2 separate regions of the Rattus norvegicus genome follow, and region 1 is linked to region 2. Evidence: chromatin contacts called from public Hi-C data. All regions are on one chromosome and are shown on one strand. The core of a region is the stretch at or near the end of the contact, and the rest is flanking DNA. Distances in the headings are between cores, read along the strand shown. Region 1 holds the start of Sh3bp4 (SH3-domain binding protein 4). Region 2 has its middle 46 kb from the start of Sh3bp4.

Region 1 (5,437 bases), core at 1,908-4,407, 47 kb after region 2:
TGCATGACAAGTGCTTTTACCTGCTGAGCCATCTTACCTGTCCAATTACACCTAGCCTAAGGTGAGAAAACAGGCTCAGGGTGGCCTTGCTTAATGTAGTTGAGTTGACATTTGAGCCCAGACAATCAGATTTCCCAGCCCACCACACTGGGTCTCTCTCTTTCTTTCTTTCTCTCTCTCTTTCTTTCTTTCTTTCTTTCTTTCTTTTTCTTTTTTGCTTTTCTCTCAGTTTTGAGACAAAATCTCATAGACCCCAGGCTGACCTAGGACCCAGTCTGTAAGAGAAGCTGTCCTTGAACTCCTGATTCTTCTGTCCCTATCTTCCAACTGATGTACTATTGGTGTGTGACACTGTGCCCAGCTCTTGGAATTCTTTAATCCACAAGACAAACAAGTACCATTCTTGTGCTGAAAACCCCTAGTTATCGACTGGGTTATTGCTGTCCCATTTTCACCAGTAATGCTCATTGAACACTTGAACATGGTCACTGCTTGGGGTGGCTCATTTTCTCCTTTCTTCTGACTTAGAGATTTTTACAAAAAGAGAAAGCCATAAAAGCTGGTGGAACCACAAAGCATTGGCTCACCAGGAAGTACATCTAGAGACCTCATTCCTTCCCAAACACTCAGAATGCTTCACAGATGACTTAACCTAAACACAGTGTTTAGTTCTTCCGAAGTCAGATCAGACTTAAGGCAGGAAGAAGTGGGCACCTCTTCCTCTTCCTTATTTTGTTTCAAGATCCTGGATTCTGTCTACTCCTCACTCTGAGTGGGCACTGGAGCCCATGCCTTCTGCTCCCCCAGGCAAAGCGTCACATTGCAGTCTTGATTTCTACCCAGCTCCATACTTTGATGTGCGGTGTGTCTCCGACCGTTGCTTCCAGTAACCCAAGCATTGCCTAGGCCACACTTGGGCTTTCTCACCTCCTTGCTCCTTTTTAAGCTTTGTGCTCCGGGCAGCTGAGGAGCCTTTCATGGGCTGGGCCATTTGCAGTGTTTGGGGACTCATCTTTTTATACCTTTGATCATTTTCAACTCGCTTGTCTTTTTCAATGTTTCATAAGCTTTTCTTCTTTTGAGACGGATTCAGTCTAGTAATAGATCTAAGCTGTCTTTGAATTCACAATCTTCCTGCCTCATTTAGCAAATACTGGAATTAAGGTATATGACACCTAACCCAACAGGCCCTTAAAAAAAGATTTATCTATCTATCTATCTATCTATCTATCTATCTATCTATCTATCTATTTATTTTGTGTAAATGAGTGTTTTGCTTGAACATATGTCTGTGTACCACAGGTATGCCTGGTGTTATGAAGGGCAATCAGAGGTATCAGATCCCCTGGAACTCCAATTAGAGATATTTATAAGTTGCCATGGGGGAGCTAGGAACCTCTGATCCATCTTTCCATTCTCCAAGACAGGGACTCACGCATCCCTGGCTGACCTAGAATTTACTATGTAGAGGAGTATGACCTTCAACTCTTGATCCTCCTGCCTCTACCATCCTTCAATCCCCTTTCCTCCACCTCTTGAGTACAGGCTTGAGCCACCACATTTCCCGTTTATTTGGTGCTGAGGATGGGACCCAGAGTTTTGTGCATGTTGGGCAAGCGCGCTACCAACTGAGCTATAACCCCAGCCCAGCCCACGTCCATTCATGCTTTCCTTCTCCCTCTTTCTGACATGGTTTAGACAGAAGTCGTTTGGAGTAGCAGCAGTACAAATAGCTAATACTTAGTGACTGCTGCTTTGTGCTAGACCCTCCGCTAAGTCATAAGCTCTGTACTCATCTAGGTAAGTGACTCGCACAGAGGCTGGCTCCTGACATGCCCTCCAGTCTGGATGCTTTTGTTACCTCCACCCCTACCTCCTCCAACCAGGTAAGTCACCTGCACTTTTAGAAGACTGCCTCTTTACAGCTACATTTAAGGAGTAATTTTTTCCATGTTCTAAGAGAATAAGAAATTCCACCACGAGTGCAAGGATTGATGGGAAGGGGAGCATAAAGAACATGGGAGATAGAAAACTGGCTAGAATTCTGACTCTGACGCACACCCCCTCCCATGTGATCTTGCTGACTATGATAATCTGCATTAACATCTGAAGTCACTTTGAAAATAAGAACGGTAACTGTGGCCGGCGATTATAGTGAGGATGGACTCAATGGGCTGCTGGATTTGGATCTGTGACAACATTAAAGATGATTGCTACCGGCTCCAAGTGGCAGCCTTCCTTCCCTGCCCTCACCACCACCGCAGTCAAAGGCTGATTTGACCTCACTGAGGCAATCAACCCTACAGGCCTCTGTCTGCTCCCGTGAGATGACTCATGAGAGTAGCCAAGCTTGGGCTGCTTTTGCTCCGTTGCCTCTCAGTGTGATCATTCACTGAGCTCGCACGGAGCCTCTACTTCTGTGTGTGAGCCTAGGCAAAGGAAGTGTAAATATGCTGACTTGTATTCTGTTGCAGCCTGCCCAGTGGGCAGCTCTCCTCCCCTTGTAGTAGTTCCCTAAAGCTGAGTTGTTGTTGTTTTTTTAAAATTCTTCGTTTTACTGCTTAACCTCTCCCGGGAAGGTTCCCCCCAAACCGAGCACCGGAGGTCTCCATCATCTTTGTTCTTCTATAGGTACAGGGGGACCCCCCGAGCCTTCAACCCTGCTCCCTCAACTGGCGCTGTTCAGGAAGGAGACAAGGAGGAGTGTTGGCGGGAATCGCGCCGGAGCAGTGGAGGCGCCAGTCAGCCAAGCCTTTTTCCCTAAGTAAATCAGCCGCTCAGTCGTCCCCGCCCATTCAGAACGCCCCGCCCCCTTCAGCCAGGCCCCGCCTTTGCTAAGAACTGCCCTCCCCCAGCTCCGGGCACAGTCCCTACTCGCTCCAGCCTCAAATTGCCCACGCCCCTTTGAGCACGCCCTGCCCACGTCTGCCCCAGTATCGTCTAGGCCCCGCCTCTCCGACAGAGACTCCTCCTCAAAAGTGCGAATCCGTCCCGGGTTCCTACGCCCAAGCCTGAGCTTGACCCCGCCCCTCTCCCGCCCCGCCCACAATTTTGGCACCGCCCCTCCCGCGGTCTCTGCTTGCGCTCCGCCCTCCTCGAGCCCGCTGTTTGCGCCCCGGCCCCGCCCGCGCTCGCGCCCCGCCCCGGCCCAGACCACCTCTGCGCCCGCCGGCGGGGGCTGAGCGCTCTGGGCCGTCGCGGTGTCTGGGTACCTCACCACCTCCGCTGCCTCGATCGCTGTGACTGTGGTTCTCGGAGCGGTGCGCGCCCCCGGCCGGGTGAGCCCCACAGGACAAGGGAGCCGCAGGACCCGTGGGGCGCCATGCGAGCCAGGTAGGAGCCCGGGGCCGGACGGCGCACTCTACCCCCTTGCGCGCTGTGGCTTCGGGCAGCATCCCGGACCCAGGGGCGCGGCTAGCCCCGAACAGCTCCGAACCCCTTGAGCTCCCGGTGCCCTGCCCTCTGTGGTCACAGCCTGATCCGGGCTGCGGATCGTGGTCGCTAGGGCCTGGGGCGCAGGGAAGGCGGAGAGGGGTCGCGGCGCCACCCGCGTGGTTCTGGGGAGGAGCGAAGAGAGAGCGGCTCCGGGTTAAACTTGGTGACAATGCACATTTCAACTTCTTCGGATAGCCCTCCTGGAGGATGAAATTGAAAACTCCAGTTTCTGTCTTGGTGATCGAGTGACCGCGCAGCCCCGAGGTGACAGCGCCGGGGTGTGCGGGTGGGAGCGGTTAGGATAGAGGAGCGTTGTTCTGCAAGTGCTGTTTACCGGGAAGCCGCCCTGCGCCGCCCAGTGTGTCTTGTTAGAGGGTTTGGGGGCCAGGAGGCTCCCCGCTGGGATCTGGCGTTGTAGTGTGCAGGTTTAGGGAGCTTAGTGTGTACTGTGGGGCTGGCTGGCGCTGGCCCTTCCCCGGTGTGGGGCGCTTGCAGATGCCGCGCGGGAGGAGCGGTGGAGAGCAGGCTGGCCGCTCTGCGTACGCAGAAGGTTGTGGAGCCTCGTGGATCTACGAGATTGGAAAGAGAATACCATGCTGGGCTTTATTCATGTTTATTCTTCCCTTGTTAGTGCAGCAGATTGGTGTTCTGTGATTTAGCAGCAGAAATAAAGTTCGTATAACTTTTGCTCTGATTATAAAAGCAATGAGTGCCCAGAGCGGAAATAAACAACACAGGAGATCTACCGCCGATCCCACATTCGTTGGGGTGGGGGTGTCACAGCCTTGTAGATTTAATCATTGAATTATACCTGGCGCCTCCTTGCCTAATCGGGAGAAAACCCTTGCATGAAACCATCCACTCTCTACCTTTCTGATTGTCTCGTGTCCAAAGTTTGGATTTTTTGATCTGCCTTACCACAAAGGCTGTTTCTGATAGTCACGAGTGCCCTTTTGATGTATGGGGTTTCCCATAAGATGGTGGGTACAGATGGAGAGAAGCGGGGACCCGGTACCTCAGCCCAGTCCGTGGTTTTGGTGTCGAGCCTTGTAAAAATGACAGTAATGATTCTCAATCTGCTTCCTAGGCTACCATAAAATTTAATGGATGGTTTGCAGAGCGTTTTTGGCATCCTTAGACGGACAGCGGCTGTATTTCAATGTGCTAGGGAGCATTTAGCTGTTGTACAGTGTCATCTAGGTAGCTAGGTAAAACAAGCTACCTAGAGCTTGGCTCTCCTGCCCAGGAAGCAAGATCTAGGCAGGCCTCAGGGATCCCCAGAGCACACTCGATTCTCCTGTTGGTGCAGGCGAAGCCCTTCAAAGTGAGAGGCTTGGAAGTAACTGGTCTTCTCAAGGATCCTTCCTGCAGCATCTTTTGGACTTGGGCGGGGGTGGGGGGGGTGTCCTAAAGTCAGGGGGCATTGGTGCCTGGGACATGCAGAGCTGTAGAATGCCCTGTAAATGCCTGCCCAGGTCACCCTCCAAGAGAGAACAGTTGGTCCTGGGAGGACACATGAAGTGAACAACCTGGTTTCCCAGCGATTTGTTTTCGGTCTCACGTGTTTACCGATTGAACAATGACCGGCTCCCAAGCTGGCTGCAGAAATGCCAGCAAGGCCTCTGTGGACTTTCCTTCTTTTCCTGTTGTCCCCAGGATCTGGCACCAGGCTTTACTGTTCTTAACGAACAATTAACAGGGATCCAGACCGAGAGGTGAGGCACAGGCTGCCTTTTGTCCTTACCCAGTCTCCCCGCCCAGAGCCAGAGTCAGGCTGGAAGCTTTTCTTCAGGTTCCTGGTGACCCTTTGATAGTTTTGTTTCTAATTGTTGCTCCCACCAGCACTTTGATGTGTCCTAGGTCTGGTTGCAGATGCGAGCTCAGACAGGGCCTTGGAAGGGTCCAGAAAGCTGGCTGGATAAATTGTTTATGAGGCACCCTTCGCTCTGGTTGTTGTTAACAGAAGTTGTGTTGCTAATTTTCTGGGTGGGAGTAGAAGGGG
Region 2 (5,985 bases), core at 725-3,224:
AAAGTAAAAATCCAGAGTGGTTGTTAAACCATCGAAAAAAGTGAAAGAAAAATATTTTCTGCTCTTTGATAATGCCAGGGCGTAATTATATGTTTCCGGAATTACAGCTTCGGGGAGCTCTGAAACACATAATTTAGCCTGCTTCTGCTGTGCGAAGCAAACATTGGAGCAAACAGTGTGGGGGGCTTTTATACTCAGTTCATCCAGAAGGTAGAGGCATAATTTATGCTTTCAGAGTGAGGGAGAGAGAATACGCCCAGTGTGGCCAATTTTTAATTTCTGTAATTCTAATTTTTAACATTGAGGTGAAGCTCTAGTTACTGTGGAAAATAAACGTGTGTTTCTTAGAGCCAAAGGCAGAAAACTCTGGGCTCTGGAACTCTTTCGTCTGGGGCTGGTGGGAATGTGGAGGGAAGAATGAACAGGCAGTTGGGGCTGCAGATCCCTCAGGACTGTGGAGAAGAGGAAATGAGCTTGGGAAGGCAGGCATTAGGAGGAACAAACGTCTCAACATTTAACAGCCAGAACTGTGTCCTGAAGCTTGTCAGCTGGGCATGGTTCTGGAGAGATTAACATAAACAGAGCGTTTTGCCAAATACCTTCATCCAGTCTCACTGGGGAAGCACTAGTCTGAGCCAATGTTACCTCGCTACTTCGGGTTTCGAGACGCGGCCCGTCATGCTTGGAGCCTAGATTTTGAGATTTCAAATTCATCTTTTCACAAACTAATAACTACTTAGGTTATGCTCGCCTGGCATGCCCAATGCCCTAGTGTCAACATCCACGGCACACACATAAAGGGGACATGGTGGGAGACCCCTGTAATCTTAGCACTCGGGAGGATCACAAGTTCAAGGTCACCCCTACACTGCACAGTGAGTTGGAGGCTGGAACATGCCACCAAGCCGTTCCATCTAGGATAAGGGTTACAATAAAAGCCATTTCAAAGTCAGAGAGTAAACAGAGTGGGATGTACTAGGTCAAGGTCACTGAGAAGATTGTCGTGGGGTAAATTCTTAATCGTAAACACCCTGGAGGCTGGGCTGTGCCTGGGGATTCCTGATGATGGCTGTGTAAGGTGAGGTACACCTCTGCTCAGAAGCCACACTCACAGATCAACATCCAACTGAAGACCGCATTTCTACTCCAGCTCAGAGGTAACCCCAAACTCCAGTCAAAAATATTTCAAAGGAGGGGCTAGGGAGACAGTATGGCTGGTAAAGAGCTTGCAGTACAGGCATGAGGGCCGGAATGCAAATCCCAGGACCCGTATTAAAACTGGGAGTGGCCTGTAATCCTAGCCTTGGGAAGGTACAGACAGATGGATCCCTAGGAGTCGCTCACCATCCAGTCTAGAAGAATCAGCTCTGGGTTCAATGAGAGACTCTGTCTCACAAAGATGAAGCGGAGAGGTGAAAACACTTGATGTTGACCTCTGGCATCCAAGTGAGCACAGGAGGGCCAGCCCACGCATGCACGCACACACGCACCCACGCACACGATATCCCTAGTAGACTTCTTTACAGGAGATGGGGTTTGAACAGGGCACATTGCTGATTTTAAACTGGCTTTAAGAGCATAGTTCACCTTTTGCAGAGAACTCGGGAACTGAGATGCCCCAGGTCCTTCCAAAGCTGACTCGTACTTTACGGGACCCTGGGGATGTCTCTAAAGGCCAGGGCTGAGACAATAGCTTTTCACTCTGCTGTGCAGGGCTCCCTGGCTCTCCTCGCTAAGGCCTCTGTCTGTTCCCGCAGACCCCCAGTCCCTCTCTCCTGAAGCACCACCAGCCGGCAGTTGCTGACGAGGCCAACACACTCCGTGTGCCCTGTGTGCGCCCCTGCACGCTGTGTTTGCATATTTTATTTCTGGTTTCGGGCTGAATAAGGATTCCAGTTCTAAGCAATAGAAACTACATAAATTATTAGCCAGGCTGTGTTGGCTTTGTGCTCAGGTGAACCTTGCCCCAGTTTTAGTTGCTGCCTCCACTGCTCTGTAACAATAAGCAGAGGATTGACATCAAGCCAGGTGGGAAGACAGGCTGGTCCATTCTCTTGGTGTATTTTCCCCAGTTGGAGAATACTTCGTCTATGGGCTGCTAAATGGGACTATAGGTATATTTACCCACATAGATATTAATCTCGAAAGAAAGGAGAAAGAATTGGGAATTGATCTAAACGTTTTCAAGGGTACATAGATATAAATAAATCCAGGCCTTTGATCTCGATACTTTGGAGACAAAGGCAGGGACAGATAGCTTCCTTGTGAGCTCTAGGCCAGCCTAATCTACAGAGTAAATCCAAGTCAGCCTGGGCTACACAGAGAAACCCTGTCTCAATTAATAATAATAATAATAATAATAATAATAATATAATGAATAATAGTTTTGAATTTTCAAAATGAAGGTGGTTATAAGTTCTGTGGTTGTGATGGCATTGCAAATCTTCTATGAGATGTGAAGAGGCAGACACGTGGTTCCTGCGCACAGGTAGTCAGCCTCCTGGCAGAATGCAGTTTAAAGTAAATGGGTTATCAATGAAGACTCCAATACATGGGTTAATTTAAGCTATGATCTAGTCGGAGAGGAGCCTAGCTCTATGGCCAAGGTATTTGTGAATGTATGTCGAGTCTGAGTCTTATTTCTGGGAGGCAAAACTAGGCCCCAACTTCAGCATGGTACAGAGGCCGTCGCAGCCCAGACAAAACCTAGACATGAAGCGGTAGGTTGCCACGGGCTGGGAAGACCCTCCTAGCAGTGCCGCAGAACTAACTTCCCTGGGCTGCATGCGGCCCTCTGCAAGTTCCTCATCCTCTCCACACAGTGCCACTCTCTGGGGACCAAGCAGGCAAACCTAAGTGCCTGTGAGTGTTATCTTATATTCAGACCAGGACAAACATCGATGTATTTGTTTTATAACTTGTTTCTGTGTTTATGTTGTTATGTAAAGGTGCATATTTCTCCTAACGTACTTACGTTTTATATCTTTATGTTTGAAAAAGATATTTTAATATTTGCTTATACATCTCTCATAGGTAGATACTGTAATACTCAATATAGGAAAACTATGTATCTTCACCTGCGTAGCGCTCACAGCCTACAAATATAAATGCAACATGCACAATGCATTCACCCATGTGCATATATGTAGACATTATAAACATCATATATGTAGACATTATATGCATACTTTTGTATTTATGAATTTGTGCTGGCTTGCTGTAGTGAATTAAACGAAACATCTCCCATAGTTCAAGCATTTGAATTCTTGATCCCCACTTAGTGGCTGTTTGGGGAGGGTCAGGAGGTGTGGCCTTATGGGGGGAAAATATGTCACTGAGGACTGGCTTTGAGGTCTGAAAAGTTCCTTCTCTCTGCTTTCCATTTGTGCTTTGCAATGTGAACCCTCAGTTCCCTGCTTGCTGCTCCAGTTGCCACATCCGTCTGCTTATTGCCATGCCCCACCCCCAAAGATGATCGTGGACTCTAACCCTCTGGAGCTGTAAACCCTAAATAAATCCTTCCTCCTGTAAGTCGCCTTGGCTGTGGCATTTTATCACAGTACTAGAAACCTTAACTAAGACACTTCTGTGTGGGGTAGTTTGAATGACTGTGTACCCTCATGCTGGGACGCAAACGCCAAGGCGAGGTTGTTAGAAAGTTGGGCCGTCTGGAAGTGATGAGCCATGACGCTTTCTCCCCGTTGGTGAATTAGGATTGTGACGAGTTCCTCTCTCTGCGACCTTCATCTTCCTCCTTCCTCCATAATGACTCAGCAGAAAGGAACCATACCGTCTTAGAAGCAAAAGCAGCTGTTGGCAGACACAGATCCCCAGAGCCTTTGTCTTGGATTTCCGAGCCTCCAGAACTATGGCAAATGAATTTTAATTATTTATCCATTACCCAACTTAAGCCATTTTGCTCTAGGAGTCTTAACTAAGATAACATATATGTATTTTAAAGGTTATCAGAATCAAAACTGAGTTATTTGTGTCCGATACTGACGAAATAACTAGATTAATAAGTATATAAAAGCTGGAAGGTTATGCACAGGGTCACCTGGTATTTATTTGTAGCAGTTTCCTGGGAGACTAAGACTTTCCACCTTGGAGGGAAGCTCCTGGGGCCCAGGATGTTAGAGAAGGGGTGAAACAAAAGGATATTCTAAGTTGAGGGGGAAACAGCTCTGTCTGGAGAGAAATGCCTTTAGCTCAGGAAGAAAACAAATAGAAAGCTTTAGGAAGTTCCTGAAACTGACCAGTCTTCTCCAAGCATATATAATCTGTAAAAGACTACTGAGAGACACCCTCAAGGCACCTGAGCTACTGAAAGAAGCAGAGACCAGCTGAGCCAGCAGAAAAGAACACCCCAACATGTAAAGGTCCCTGCAGATTGTGCAGTGTGCTCCAGGTTCCAGATTTTGGAAATCGTCACCCATGGAGGGGTGGGCTTTTAGTGATGCAGCTGTCTTTGAATCATTTCTGTTCCTGTAAGTAACCTCTCACCTATATTCTGTAAGTATCCCCAGTAAAACTCAAAGGCTCACCAAACTGGACTTTACTGGTAGCTGCACTTTAGTCTGTCATAGGTTCCCTATCTGGGGTGAGTAGTTATTCCCAAGAGAACAGCTGTGTCCCCCACATCTGTGTGTTAAGTTCAGATAGCAGGAACTTTTCCTAGAGACTCAGCCAGAGCCAGAGCCCTGCACAGCAGTTCTGTGGAGTTGTCTTCCTAGGGACTGCCTGCTCAGTCTTGGACCAAAGCCACCCTTGCTACTGATCCCTGAAGCTGAGCATTATTGTTTCAAAACAATTTATGTAATCTTCCTCATTTCTCCCTCAGACACCGCTTGCCTCTCTGAATACATCCATAATTTACCATGGTGCTCATATTCCGATATGAGTTACATTTACTATCTTCATAGATCCATCCGTGTGTGCACATGTGTGACAATGTGAACTTTCTTTGGAAACCACATGAGGTGAAAGGGGAGGGCGAGGAACAGTCCTGGAGCAGTTCCTCGAACTGTTGCTTCCCTGGGAGAGGAGAATGGCTCAGTCCAGGCTGAACTGCTTGGTCAAGGCTGAGGCCTCAAGCTTCCAATGGTCAAGAGGTAATGACAGCAGAATAAGGTGGAAGGAAGGGCTGGATGGCAGGGACAAACTACCAGAGAATGGAGTAAGAGGTGACAGGGACAAGACACAAATGTCAGATATGTAAAATGTATCCTGGGCTTACGGGGGAGCCCATCAAGCTTGTTGAAGGGGACAGAAATAAAAGGGTATTGCCTAAGAGGCCTAAGAAGGACTCCTTTGTGGACAGCTTGGAGAGGCAAGCAAGTACCAGAGACAGGCAGATGCACAGAGGCCAGCACAGTAAACCAGGAAGTTCAGGTGAACGACCCACCCTGCCAACGGGAAGAGGAAGAAAGCAATTTGGCACAGGCTCACATCCCTGAGTGCCCATGATTGGCAGGCTGGTACCATAGCCCCATACAAGGATACATCAAAGCAAGAGAGTTACTGCAGTCTGCCCACTGTCCCATACTGCCAGAGGTGAGGGGGAGGGGACCCCTGAGGCTTTAGCCATAGTGGCAGGAGGCTTCTGAATGGAGACAATCCATCAGAAGGAAGCTCCTCATTTGAAAAAGCCTATTGGCTGGGTATTTAATACCTGAAGCCTGAAGTCCTCCTCTTGTGGGGGCCTTTGCTGAATCATTCAAAAATGGCCACCACCAAGGCCTTATCATGGTGAGATGGCTTTGGTTTCTCCACTGGCTTTGGTTGCCACCACATCTTAAAACAGCAAACAGTTATTACCTTATGATTCTGCAGGCTGGAAATATGAAAGCAAAATTGGGGGCTGGGCCAGTTCTTCTGTAAGCTCTGCCTCTGGCTCAAGGTGGCCATCTTTCCATAACTTCTGTGTGTCCCAATATTTGCTTCTCATAAGGATACTGTGATGATTTGTATATGTTCGGCCTAGGG

The links. A called contact is a pair of places that touch in the nucleus more often than the background predicts.
Region 1: a contact with region 2 is called in a Hi-C map of kidney, with 2.1 times the contacts expected there. The contact joins the promoter of Sh3bp4 here to the enhancer-like site in region 2. A contact is called at or near these places in 2 of 12 Hi-C or Micro-C datasets (kidney and liver).

The regions. Positions count from the first base shown.
Region 1 is chr9:97,104,720-97,110,156 of GRCr8, forward strand. It overlaps Sh3bp4 (SH3-domain binding protein 4), which reads left to right and starts at 3,158. Exons shown (of 6, transcript NM_022693.4): 1 at 3,158-3,333.
Region 2 is chr9:97,059,182-97,065,166 of GRCr8, forward strand. No RefSeq gene overlaps it. Among named protein-coding and RNA genes, the nearest start is that of Sh3bp4, 46 kb to the right of the region's middle. Within about 2 kb of position 1,975, at least 5 of the 93 cell types and tissues checked have an H3K27ac peak or open chromatin away from gene starts, as enhancers often do. A contact at or near this core is called in kidney and liver, where this site is marked.